Regions from separate parts of the Sus scrofa genome. Here all the other regions are linked to region 3. A link is a contact called in public promoter capture Hi-C data. All regions are on one chromosome and are shown on one strand. The core of a region is the stretch at or near the end of the contact, and the rest is flanking DNA. Distances in the headings are between cores, read along the strand shown.

What was found. Promoter capture Hi-C pulls out the DNA fragments that hold promoters and counts their contacts.
Region 1: a contact with region 3 is called in a promoter capture Hi-C map of liver, with 4 times the contacts expected there. The contact joins two enhancer-like sites. A contact is called at or near these places in 1 of 5 promoter capture datasets (liver), 9 of 47 Hi-C or Micro-C datasets (alveolar macrophages, embryonic fibroblasts, fetal heart ventricle and 4 more) and 2 of 2 datasets of contacts at active chromatin or transcription factors (alveolar macrophages and skeletal muscle).
Region 2: a contact with region 3 is called in a promoter capture Hi-C map of liver, with 4 times the contacts expected there. The contact joins the promoter of ZEB1 here to the enhancer-like site in region 3. A contact is called at or near these places in 3 of 5 promoter capture datasets (fetal liver, fetal skeletal muscle and liver), 17 of 47 Hi-C or Micro-C datasets (alveolar macrophages, blood, brain and 11 more) and 2 of 2 datasets of contacts at active chromatin or transcription factors (alveolar macrophages and skeletal muscle).

The regions. Positions count from the first base shown.
Region 1 is chr10:41,605,329-41,608,713 of Sscrofa11.1, reverse strand. The region is part of intron 15 of ZNF438 (zinc finger protein 438); the gene reads left to right. It also overlaps the pseudogene LOC100519509. Among named protein-coding and RNA genes, the nearest start is that of ZEB1, 410 kb to the left of the region's middle. Within about 2 kb of position 2,048, at least 68 of the 83 cell types and tissues checked have an H3K27ac peak or open chromatin away from gene starts, as enhancers often do. A contact at or near this core is called in liver and omental adipose tissue, where this site is marked.
Region 2 is chr10:42,011,804-42,015,158 of Sscrofa11.1, reverse strand. ZEB1 (zinc finger E-box-binding homeobox 1) reads right to left here and starts at 2,045. Exons shown (of 11, transcript XM_021064196.1): 1 at 1,988-2,045. The coding sequence starts at 2,045. It overlaps ZNF438 (zinc finger protein 438), which reads left to right and starts at 768. Exons shown (of 19, transcript XM_021064197.1): 1 at 768-997. It overlaps LOC110255584 (a long non-coding RNA gene), which reads right to left and starts at 679. Exons shown (of 5, transcript XR_002336134.1): 1 at 1-679.
Region 3 is chr10:41,767,621-41,770,961 of Sscrofa11.1, reverse strand. The region is part of intron 10 of ZNF438 (zinc finger protein 438); the gene reads left to right. Among named protein-coding and RNA genes, the nearest start is that of ZEB1, 240 kb to the left of the region's middle. Within about 2 kb of position 1,636, at least 7 of the 83 cell types and tissues checked have an H3K27ac peak or open chromatin away from gene starts, as enhancers often do. A contact at or near this core is called in liver, mesenteric adipose tissue and omental adipose tissue, where this site is marked.

The DNA.
Region 1 (3,385 bases), core at 799-3,298, 160 kb after region 3:
ATTAATTTTATCTCTTTTTTCTCTTGTCCATTTCACTTAACATCATCTTTGATTACTTATTTCCTTCTACTTAATTTGGGTTAAATGAACTTTTCTAGTTTTTAAGGTGGAAATTGAGGTCATTGACTTGAGAACAGGTCTTTTCTCTTTTTTTTTTAGTTGTGTAGCCCTTTATTAGCAACTAAAATAGAAGGTATCTGTTGTACAACATGGGTAGTAATTGACCATAACTGGAGATTTATTATATTCTAATACAGATCATTTATAAATACAATTTCTTTATTAAAAAGCTTCCACCCTTTTTGTTTGTGTACAATTTGCAAAACTATTCTGAAAGAGGAGTATAGGCACACACATCTGCAAAGAGTGCAAATTTAGGATATGTAAATGCTTTACAAGTTACTCTCAGCAGTTCCCATCATGGCTCAGCAGAAGCAAATCTGACTAGTATCCATGAGGATGCAGATTCAATCCTTGGCCTCGCTCAGTGGGTTAAGGCTCTGGCGTTGCCATGAGCTGTGGTATAGGCCGCAGACTCTACTCAGATCTGGCGTTGCTGTGGCTGTGACGTAGGCCAGCGGCTACAGCTCCGACTTGACCACTAGCCTGGGAACATCCATATGCTGTGGGTGCAGCCCTAAAAAAGACAAAAACAAAATAAAACAAGCAAACAAATGAGAACAAGTTACTTTCAAAAAACTGACAGCCACAACTGGTCCTTTACATTGCCTTTTTTGATCAAAATATTTTGAGGCCAGCCTTCCTTCCACTGCTCTAAACTATAAAGCACTGTTTTAATGAGCTGAAATTAAGGATACCTACTAAAAAAGAAGAGAAGAAAATTCTATTAGTTTGAGTTTCAGAATTCCCCCGAACCAGGACCAGTATCTTGGTAAGGGTTCAGTTGGGGCCCTGGACAGAGAATGAGTCTGTGCAGGTGGCATCCCTGAGGATTCAGAGCTTTGCTCCAGCTACTTAACTCACTGATCTGTCTGGCCAGTTTCTATACTGGCTTGACTGGGCATAATTCAAAAAGGAGAAGCTCATGTTCATTCTTCTGTAGCTCTGTGATAGCACTTAATAATACCCAAATGGGATGTCTTCCACATTATAGTATGATGGTATTTCTTCAAGTGAAAGGGTCTAATTGTTCTATAATACTCATACCCATTTTATCTAGATGTTCACAGGATCTATAAATCTCCCCCTAGGATTCATCATAGTAACTGTAACAGAACCTTTGACCCCCACTGGCAGAAATCAGAAAAAAAAAACCACAAAGAGATTATTAGGATCCGCTAGATATTTACTGAAGAGTTTTCTGAATTCCTGTTCTTTTGACTCAGTCAGCTCTAACCAACACAGGAATAATGGTAAACTCATCCATGGCTTTCCATGGCTTTAGCTGCATAAGGCAAATGCATTTCAATACTGTGTTCATCTTCATCTGTCTGCAGAGACATGCGTTCAAACATTCCTTTCTTCCATAGTTCTCTGTAAATCTTTTGGTCAGTACCAAGATCATACAGAGGTGTCATGCACACACACACACACACTGAAAAGTGCACATTGAGAAAGGGACACATGATGAGAAGGCCCAAGGATGAAAATGCTCCAGGAAATAGATGGATCCACTTGTTTGAAGCATGAGCAGCATGAGACCCACGGTAGGAATATCCAGCATGGGGTGCAGCAGTGGCTGCAGCAGGTCTTTTTGTTGACTGTACTTGTGAAAGCCAACCTTCTAGCTGTGCATTCGGCCTGAGACTGTGTACCAGCTTCCCCTCCCCCCTCCCCCCCCCCCCCCGTGCGACTGCTTCCCAGCAGACCACTTGGGTTGGACATCCTGGCGCCTGTGCCGCCTATGTTGCACGAGGATGAATGAGGAGGCGGCTGCAGGAGCGGCTCCGCCAGGGGAGGAGACAGCACGGACCCAGCCCAAGAGGAGGCGGTAGCGGGGAGGGGATCCGCCCGGCCCAGGAGGAAGAGGAGGAGGAGATGGCAACCGGGGCAGTGACGGCGGCGGCAGCAACAATCATTACAAACTCTGGCGACCGCCGGAAGATGAGGCCCGTGGCCGCTTTACCAAAGCCCGGAAAGCCCTGGCCCCGGCCCCCGGAGTTGCCGCGGCTCCGCAACTCGAGCGGCTTCCGCTGAGCCGCCCCCACGGCCTCCTTCCCCTCGCGGCCGGCCTCCACCCGGAGCCAACACCAGTGACCCCACCTCCGCGACTCCGCGCCCTGGCCCTCCCCCCACCCCCGCGGGACTCCCCGCCTCCACCCCACCCCACCCCGGGGGCGCTCCTGCCCGCTCGGCCCGGCCCGGCCCGCTGGCCCCGCCCGGCCCCGCTCTTCGGCCGCCGCGCGGCGAGGTTAACGGCGGACACCGGACAAGCCTGACAGCATCTGGGGTCAGGCGGCCCCGCAAGGAGCAGCGGCGGCTGCTGCTCTGTGCACACAAAAGCCCAGGGCCAGGGCCTGAACAGGGAAGGCAGCCCGAGAAGAGCCAATGCTTCCTTACTCGCCACTTTCTTACTTGCCACTCCAATAGGTCTTTTCTCATGTAGATGCTCAGTGCTCTAAATTTCCCCCTCTGTACTGCTTTGATGGAATCACACACATTTTGGTAGGTTGTGTTTGCATTTCATTCAGTTCAAAACACATTCTAATTTTCTTTTTGATTTCTCCTTTGACCCATAGGTTATTTATAGGTGCGTGATTTAGTCAACCCATGTTCAGAGAGTTTCCAGATATAGTTCTGTTATTTTGGCTTCTTTTATTCCACTGAGGTCAGAGAACATACCTTATATGATTTGAACCCTCTTAAGTGTATTGAGTCTTGTTTTTATGACCCAGAATATGGTGTCTTAATAAAAGATGTCATGTGCATTTGCAAACAATGTGGAATCTGTTGTTTTGGGTGGAATGTTCTGTAACTGTCAATTAGATCAAGTTGGTTTATAGGGTCATTCAAATCCCCAGAGTCCTTAGTGATTTTCTCTCCACTGCTTTTATTATTATTAATTATTCTGTATTTCTCCTTGCAGTTCTGTCCGTTCTTGCTTTATATATTTTGGAGCTCAGTTATTAGGGACATAAATATTTAGGATTTTTATGTCCTTTGAATGAGTTGTCCTTTTTTAATTATGAAATTATAAATGTTTGGTAATAGTCTTCACTTTTTAATCTGCTTTTTCTGATATAGCCACTCCACCTTTTTTTGACATGTCTAATGTGCTTACAATCCTATGCATTGTAATCTTTATCTTCTATATTATAGTTTATATCTGGAAATTTTTATGTGGGCCTTTTTTTATCTTTCTTGTCTATACTTAACTTTTTGAACATATAAAATACAGCTACATACATAATAGACCTTGGCTGCT
Region 2 (3,355 bases), core at 796-3,295, 240 kb before region 3:
AATTGCAATAGCTTATGCTCCGCTCCTGGTCGTTACAAGTAATCTCTCCACAATGAGGATACCAAATATTAGTTATCAATCACAACTAACAGACGTCTTCAAAATGCAAATGTGTGTTTGCCTAACTAAAATCCTTCATGAAAGCAGTGATTTTAATGTCGGCTCGGATATATTCAAAATACGTTTACGATCGGAAGGAAACATCTTTGAAACAGCTTTAAACCTTCCTATCTGCTCCTAGACAGGAAATCCCACACAAAATCTAAAATTGCCAGCAAAGGTTACAAAACCTCGCGTTTCGCATCCCGGAGGGGAGGGAGAAAGGGAGCCCGGGCATGGGGGTGGGGCGAGCGCCAGAGAGTTTTGACTTAAACCCGTATTTCCTCATTTTCTGGAGGACCCCGCTAGCCCCTTACAGGCGCCTTTATTTTCCTACTGGCAAAAACTCCTTTTAAAAATAACGTAGGAGTCCAAAGGAGCCCCTCAGTCCGCAATGTCCGTCCAATTCCTTATATAGACTCGGGCCGCAGCCGGCGGCAGGGCCGTTGCCGCCCATTATTCTCCAAACAGGTACCGGGCGGCGCACAAGTCGCGGCCCTCTCGCTACAGGAACTGTCCAGACAATAACAAGCAGCAGACATTTCGCTGCGGAGCCAGCGGGCACAGCATCGCCTCGAGATAAGCAGATAGGCAACCAACTTACACCGTCTCCCCAAACTGGAAAAGGCGACTGTGCAACCACCACCGCCACATGTTCGGGTCTCGCTCTCTTTCGCTATTATTAATAATAATAATATTATTTAAACTCTCACGCCAGGCAGAGGGGAGTGCGTCCGGGCACATCAGCACTAATCAATAAACACTGCGGCTGCAGCGCGGGCAGCAGCGCCCCGCGTCCGTCAGTCCGTCCGCCCCCTCCCCCACCCTCCTTCCACCCGAGACCCAGAGCCCTCTGAGCTCCATTATCCGGCTTCAGCGCTCCGCGCGTCCGGGCCAGGTAACAACTTCCCCCAAACCGAAAGAGAACCCCGGAGACACACGCACTGCACCCCGTCCCGGCACGGAGGTGGCGTCCTCCCGGGAGGGGATCTGTCTGTGGTGCTTCCCGGTCCCTGGGACCAGGTAACAACTCTGCCAACCCGCTGCCCCCCGCGGCTCCCACGGCCGCTGCTCGGGGCCCGCCCGCGCCCCCGCCGGCGCCCAGCGGTACGCGGACCCACTTGGGGCGCGGCGGCGGCGGGGGGCGCCCCGGGAGGAGGGGCGCTTAGGGACCCGCGACTCCGCGCCGCGAAACCCTGTCCCGCGCCGAGCGCGCCTCGCCGGCCCGTCCCAACTTTACCGCCGCCGGCCCTGCCGGGTCCGCCCGCTGCGCGCTCCGCGCCGCCCGCGCACACGCGCGCACGGGCGACACGCAGCCCGCGGCCGCCGCGTCCCGCCGCCGCCCGCCTGCCCGCCCGGCCGAGCCGTGGGGCCCGAGCGACCGCGCCAGCCGGGGCCGCGGAAGCCACTCCGCCCGGGCAGCGCCGGCACAAGTTAGTTCCTTGGTTCCCGGGGCCTCGGCGCCGCGGGGACGCAACGCCGGCGGCGCCGAGGGGCACAGGAGTGGGGAAAAGTGTGAAAAGAAGCAACAGCCGCTCCCCCCGAGCCCAGAAAAGTGGCGGCCGCGTCCCGGCCGCCCGCCCTGCGCCGGAGATGCGGCAGCGGCGGCGGCTAACGGTCCAGGGAGGCGGCAGGGGCGGCAGGAGCCGCTAGGCGGAGAGACCAGGTAAGAGACATAACGGTTCAGGGAGAGCGAGCGGCCGCGGCGCGGCTCCGGCGGCGGCGGCCGCGGAGGGGGGCAGAGAGCACTACTTTCTACTTTCCCACTCCACTTGGCCCGTCCCTGCCCGGCCACCCCCAGCCCGGCTCGCCCCCCTCGCCCCCGGGGGCGCCCCGGCCGCCCGGCTCCCCCTGACTCCGCTGCTCCCCGGTCCCCTCCGCCACTCACCGTTATTGCGCCGCGGGTTCGCCTGCTTTCTGCGCTTACACCTGGGGCCATCCGCCATGATCCTCTCGCTTGTGTCTAAATGCTCGAGTCACCACCTCCCCCTCCCTCCCCCTTCCCCCCCAACCCCTCCGCCTCCACCCCTCCCCCCTCCCCACCGCACCTGGTTTACGACACTCGCGGCTTTACGACATCACCTTCCTTACACCTAGAGCCGCTCGCTCTACGGCCGGAACCTTGTTGCTAGGGAGTGGACGGTTTGCGGCAGCTGGAGGAGCAGCTGAGTTTGAACCGAGTGGCAAGAGAAAAGTTCCCCCAGGTGTCGCGGGCGGGGGGCGGGGGCGCTGGGAAGCGATACGGACGTGGTACGAAGGGCGACTGGCCGTCGGAGGGAGAAAGGTAAAGGAGGAGGCTCTGGACTGGCCACACCCGCCGCGGCCGCCAGGGGCATGTTTGGTTCTGGCTGATTCTCGGGATCCTGCGCCCTGGGGACTGCCCTTCGGAATGGCCGCAGTGACCTGTCCTCCCTCTTCCTCCGGTGGGGCTCACGTACCCCGGGGCCGCCCAGGGATTCTCCGGAATCAGAAGGAGGCAGGTTCGCGGAGCAGCGAGAGGCTACCCCCCGGGAGAGGCTACCTGAGCCCCGGACTTCTGGTCCCCCCCTCCTCCTCCGATGCACGGTTTTTCCCTGCGCTAACTGGGATGGGAAGTGACTTCAATTAAATAGAAGTTCAGCTGGACCGAAAGAGGGGCGAGAAGTTCCGCTTGCGAGTCACCTCGGCGGTAAAGCGGAATGAGTAATCCCCACGCCGGCCTGTCTCACTTCCTCCTCCTCGCTGGGCGCGCTCACCTGCTGTCACCTCGGCTTCCCCCACCCTGCCGCCAGCCGGCCCCAGTCCTCCTCTCTCCGCCCCCACCTCCATGAGTAGAAGGGCCGGATCGGAGGCGTCTAAACGTAGAGTTAAGGTATAAACAGGCCACGACTTACTACCTGGATAGGCAACTGTCGCTGTAGAAGACCTTGCAGCAAGAAACAGACTGGGAGACGTTGTCTTGGAGACCGATGGATTGATTGCGGTCTTATCAAGTCAGGTCTCTGACTTGGGGCAAGTTTAAGGGATTTCTGAAACGTAGATAACACCATCAAGTACCGAGAAAATCAAGTTTTCAGTATCGAGCAGGACTTGGCTTTCCACTCCTCCCCACCTTCAAATGAGGAAATGTCTTTGAGACCGTCTCTGGAATGAATGACTTGAGCTGTATTTCAAATTGTACTGTAGAAGTTGGTAGGGAAATTGTGGAAAGTGAAACGTAGCATACAGAGTATTAGAAATAACAGTACATCACCCAGCATAGTGCTGTCACATAGTA
Region 3 (3,341 bases), core at 387-2,886:
TTGGGAAGAAAACCGTGAATTTTATTTTATTTTTTTTTCTTTTTAGGGCTGCACCCACAGCACATGGAAGTTTCCAGGCTAGGTGTCGAATAGGAGCTGTAGCTGCTGGCATACACCACAGCAATGCAGGATCTGAGCCACATCTTCGACCCATACCACAGCTCATGGCAATGCTGAATCCTTAATCCACTGAACAAGGCCAGGGATCGAACCTACATCCTCATGGATACTAGTTGGGTTCCTTACTGCTGAGCCATGACGGGAACTCACTGAATTCTGTTTTGGACCAGCTTTAGGTGCCTGATTAGAAACAGCAGTACCAGTCCTAGTCATAGCAATAAGCACTGTGAGAGCATGAATTGTGTACTTGGCAGGGTTTTAGGCACTTTTACCCTTATCAATTCATTTAATTCTCATAGCAGTTGTGTGTGCAAGGAACCACTAGAGCCCTGCTTTACACATGAAAAGACAAGCATGGAGAGGTTAAAAGTGACCTGCCTACAGTCAGCCACCCAACTGGGTAGTGATGGAGCTGGGCTTCCTCCCCAAGCAGTCTGGCTTCAGAGTCATCACAACTCATCCCTGGAACTCCTTCCAAGTGGACGCATTGAATGGGTGGTTGAAGGTGTGAATGTGGAACTCTGGGAAGGTCAGGGCTGAAGACGCACGTTTACATTTCTGAAGAGAAAGCCTGCTCTCTCCTTCCTCATCTAAGCCTTGATTGTCTAGGGAGAAAAGAACACGGGCCATGGGGCTGTGCTCACTGGCTTTTCATTCCTCCATTCTGCTGAGGCAACTGTATCCAAATCATTTTCCTTCCTTGAGGGTCCAGAGAGTGAGGTCTGTATCTCTCTCATTTTTTATTTTTTTAGATTTTTTTTTTAAGGGCTGCACCTGCGGCATATAAAAGTTCCCAGGCTAGGGATTGAATCAGAGTTACGGCTGCTGGCGTGCACCATAGCCACAGCAACGCGGAATCCGAGCCACATCTGCAGCGCACACCATAGCTCATGGCAATGCTGGATCCCTGACCCACTGAGTGAGGCCAGGGGTTGAACCCACATCCTCGTGGATACGAGTCGGATTCGTTTCTGCTGTGCCACAATGGGAACTTCCTTCTGTGTCTTTATTATGTCTCTATTTCTCATCCCTAATCCGGTGCCTGCCGTGGAGTAGATGTCAGACTTTCTTTGCAGGACACGGGGTTAGGTTTGGAGGTCCAGCCATCAGTAGAACACAGCTCTCCTTCTGGAGGAGCAGAGTCTGAAGGAGGACCTTTGGGAATAAGACTAGGGCTGGCTGAACACAGAAGCCTGGGCTGGTGAGTTCACCCCAGCCTTCTCGCTGCCCCATATGCTTGAGGGGTGGGGCAGGAAGGGGTCAGAGCAACAAAAGAATGCCTAAGCAGTGGCAGATGGATTTGAGGCCTCCCAAGAGCTCTTTGCAACAAAAGAATGGCTCCAAACCTTTCATAGTTTCCCCTCTTTGCATTAGTTTTCTTTGGCAACCGTATAATTTTCACCAAATGAAGTAAAATTTGATATTTGAATATCCCAGTGGAGTGATGAGTTTTTCCAGCTCTATTACCTCAGTGTTGACAAGGGCTGGCTAGTGAAATAAGGGAGTTGGCTGGAAAGGTTGCAGATTGCATCATAGAGGGTGACGGAGGGCTCGTGTGAAGTATTTCGGCAGGTTTCCACCAGTTTAAGTATCTCTTGCCAAAGTTCCACACATTGGAATATGTTTGAGTTTCTCTTCCGATCATCCTTTTAACAATGAGCTATGTGGTTTGGTCGCAGAAAAAGGATCTGGTGATATTTGTCATAGATGGAACTATGAATTATATCTCTTAACATCTCTTAGAGGTGGAACAAGGTGGAACATAGAAACTTGAAGAATATACACAAAAATAGCTGTCTTTTTTCCGTAGATCTCTTTCGGGGCATGCAGTAACCTCCACACATTTATCACAACTTTACTACTTCCTAATAGCATTTCACATTTGAACCATTGAAAGATTATATAAATTTGCACCATCGTAGTTTTTATAATTATTTACAGAGTTTTTTCCTTCCAATATGTAAACTTATATTTTGTTTAGCCTTTTTAGCTTTTGGTGGGAGAATTGATCTGAATTACCAAGGCGACCAGAACTCCAAACAGGAGCCCTCCACAAGTATAAATGTGGAGATGTGCCATGTCATTTTGCAGTTCACAAATTTTTTATTTTTATTTTAGGGCTGCACCCATGGCATATGGAGGTTCCCAAGCTAGGGGTTGAATTGGAGCTACAGCTGCCGGCCTACACCACAGCCAGAGCAACACGGGATCCCAGCTACTTCTGCAACCTCCAGCACAGCTCACGGCAATGCTGGATCCTTAACCCACTGAGTGAGGCCAGGGATTGGACCCGCGTCCTCATGGATCCTAGTTGGGTTTCCACTGAGCCACAAAGGGAACTCCTAAAAGGTGAACGCCCTCTTGTGAACTCCCAGTTCACAAAATTTTAAATCTGCTATTGTATCAAGTGTAAATGTAATGGAGTGGGAGTAATTATTATTATTGTTTTTTAAGCCACGATTCCAGTTAGCTTAAGAACATTAGATATGATATAAAGTAGAATTATATCTTAAGTGGCCTGCTGATGGCTCAGGCTTTGTCAGTTTTAAACCCAGGCTCTGGGAGGGCAAGTTGATGGTTATTAGTCAGGTAGGTCCCAGCAGAGAGCGAGTGATGGTGAGCTCTCCTATTAAAAGACAACAGAAGCCACTCTTCCTAATGCTGACCAGATGAAATACAGCATCAAATTCCTTTTATCCAAGTTCCTTTGAAAATTTTTAATTATATAATTTATTTTTTTTATTTTTTACTTTTTTGTCTTTTTGGGGCTACACCTGTGGCATATGGAGGTTCCCAGGCTACGGGTCAAATGGGAGCTGTAGCTGCTGGCCTACGCCAGAGCCACAGCAACACAGTCTGTGACTTATACCATAGCTCACGGCAAAGCCGGATCCTTAACCCACTGAGGGAGGCAGGGACCAAACCCACAACCTCATGGTTCCTAGTTGGATTCGTTTCCACTGTGCCATGACGGGAACTCCTTTTTGTCTTTTTAAAAAATTTTTTTTTATTTATATAATTTAAAACTGGGAGTTTCCATTGTGGCTCATTGGGTTAGTCTCTATGAACATATGGGTTTGATCCCTGGCCTTGCTCAGTGGGTTAAGGATCCAGTGTTGCTGTGAGCTATGGCGTAGGTTGCAGACATGGTGTGGATCCTGTGTTGCTGTGGCTATGGCGCGTAGGCCAGCAGCTGCAGTTCCTATGTGACCCCTAGCCTG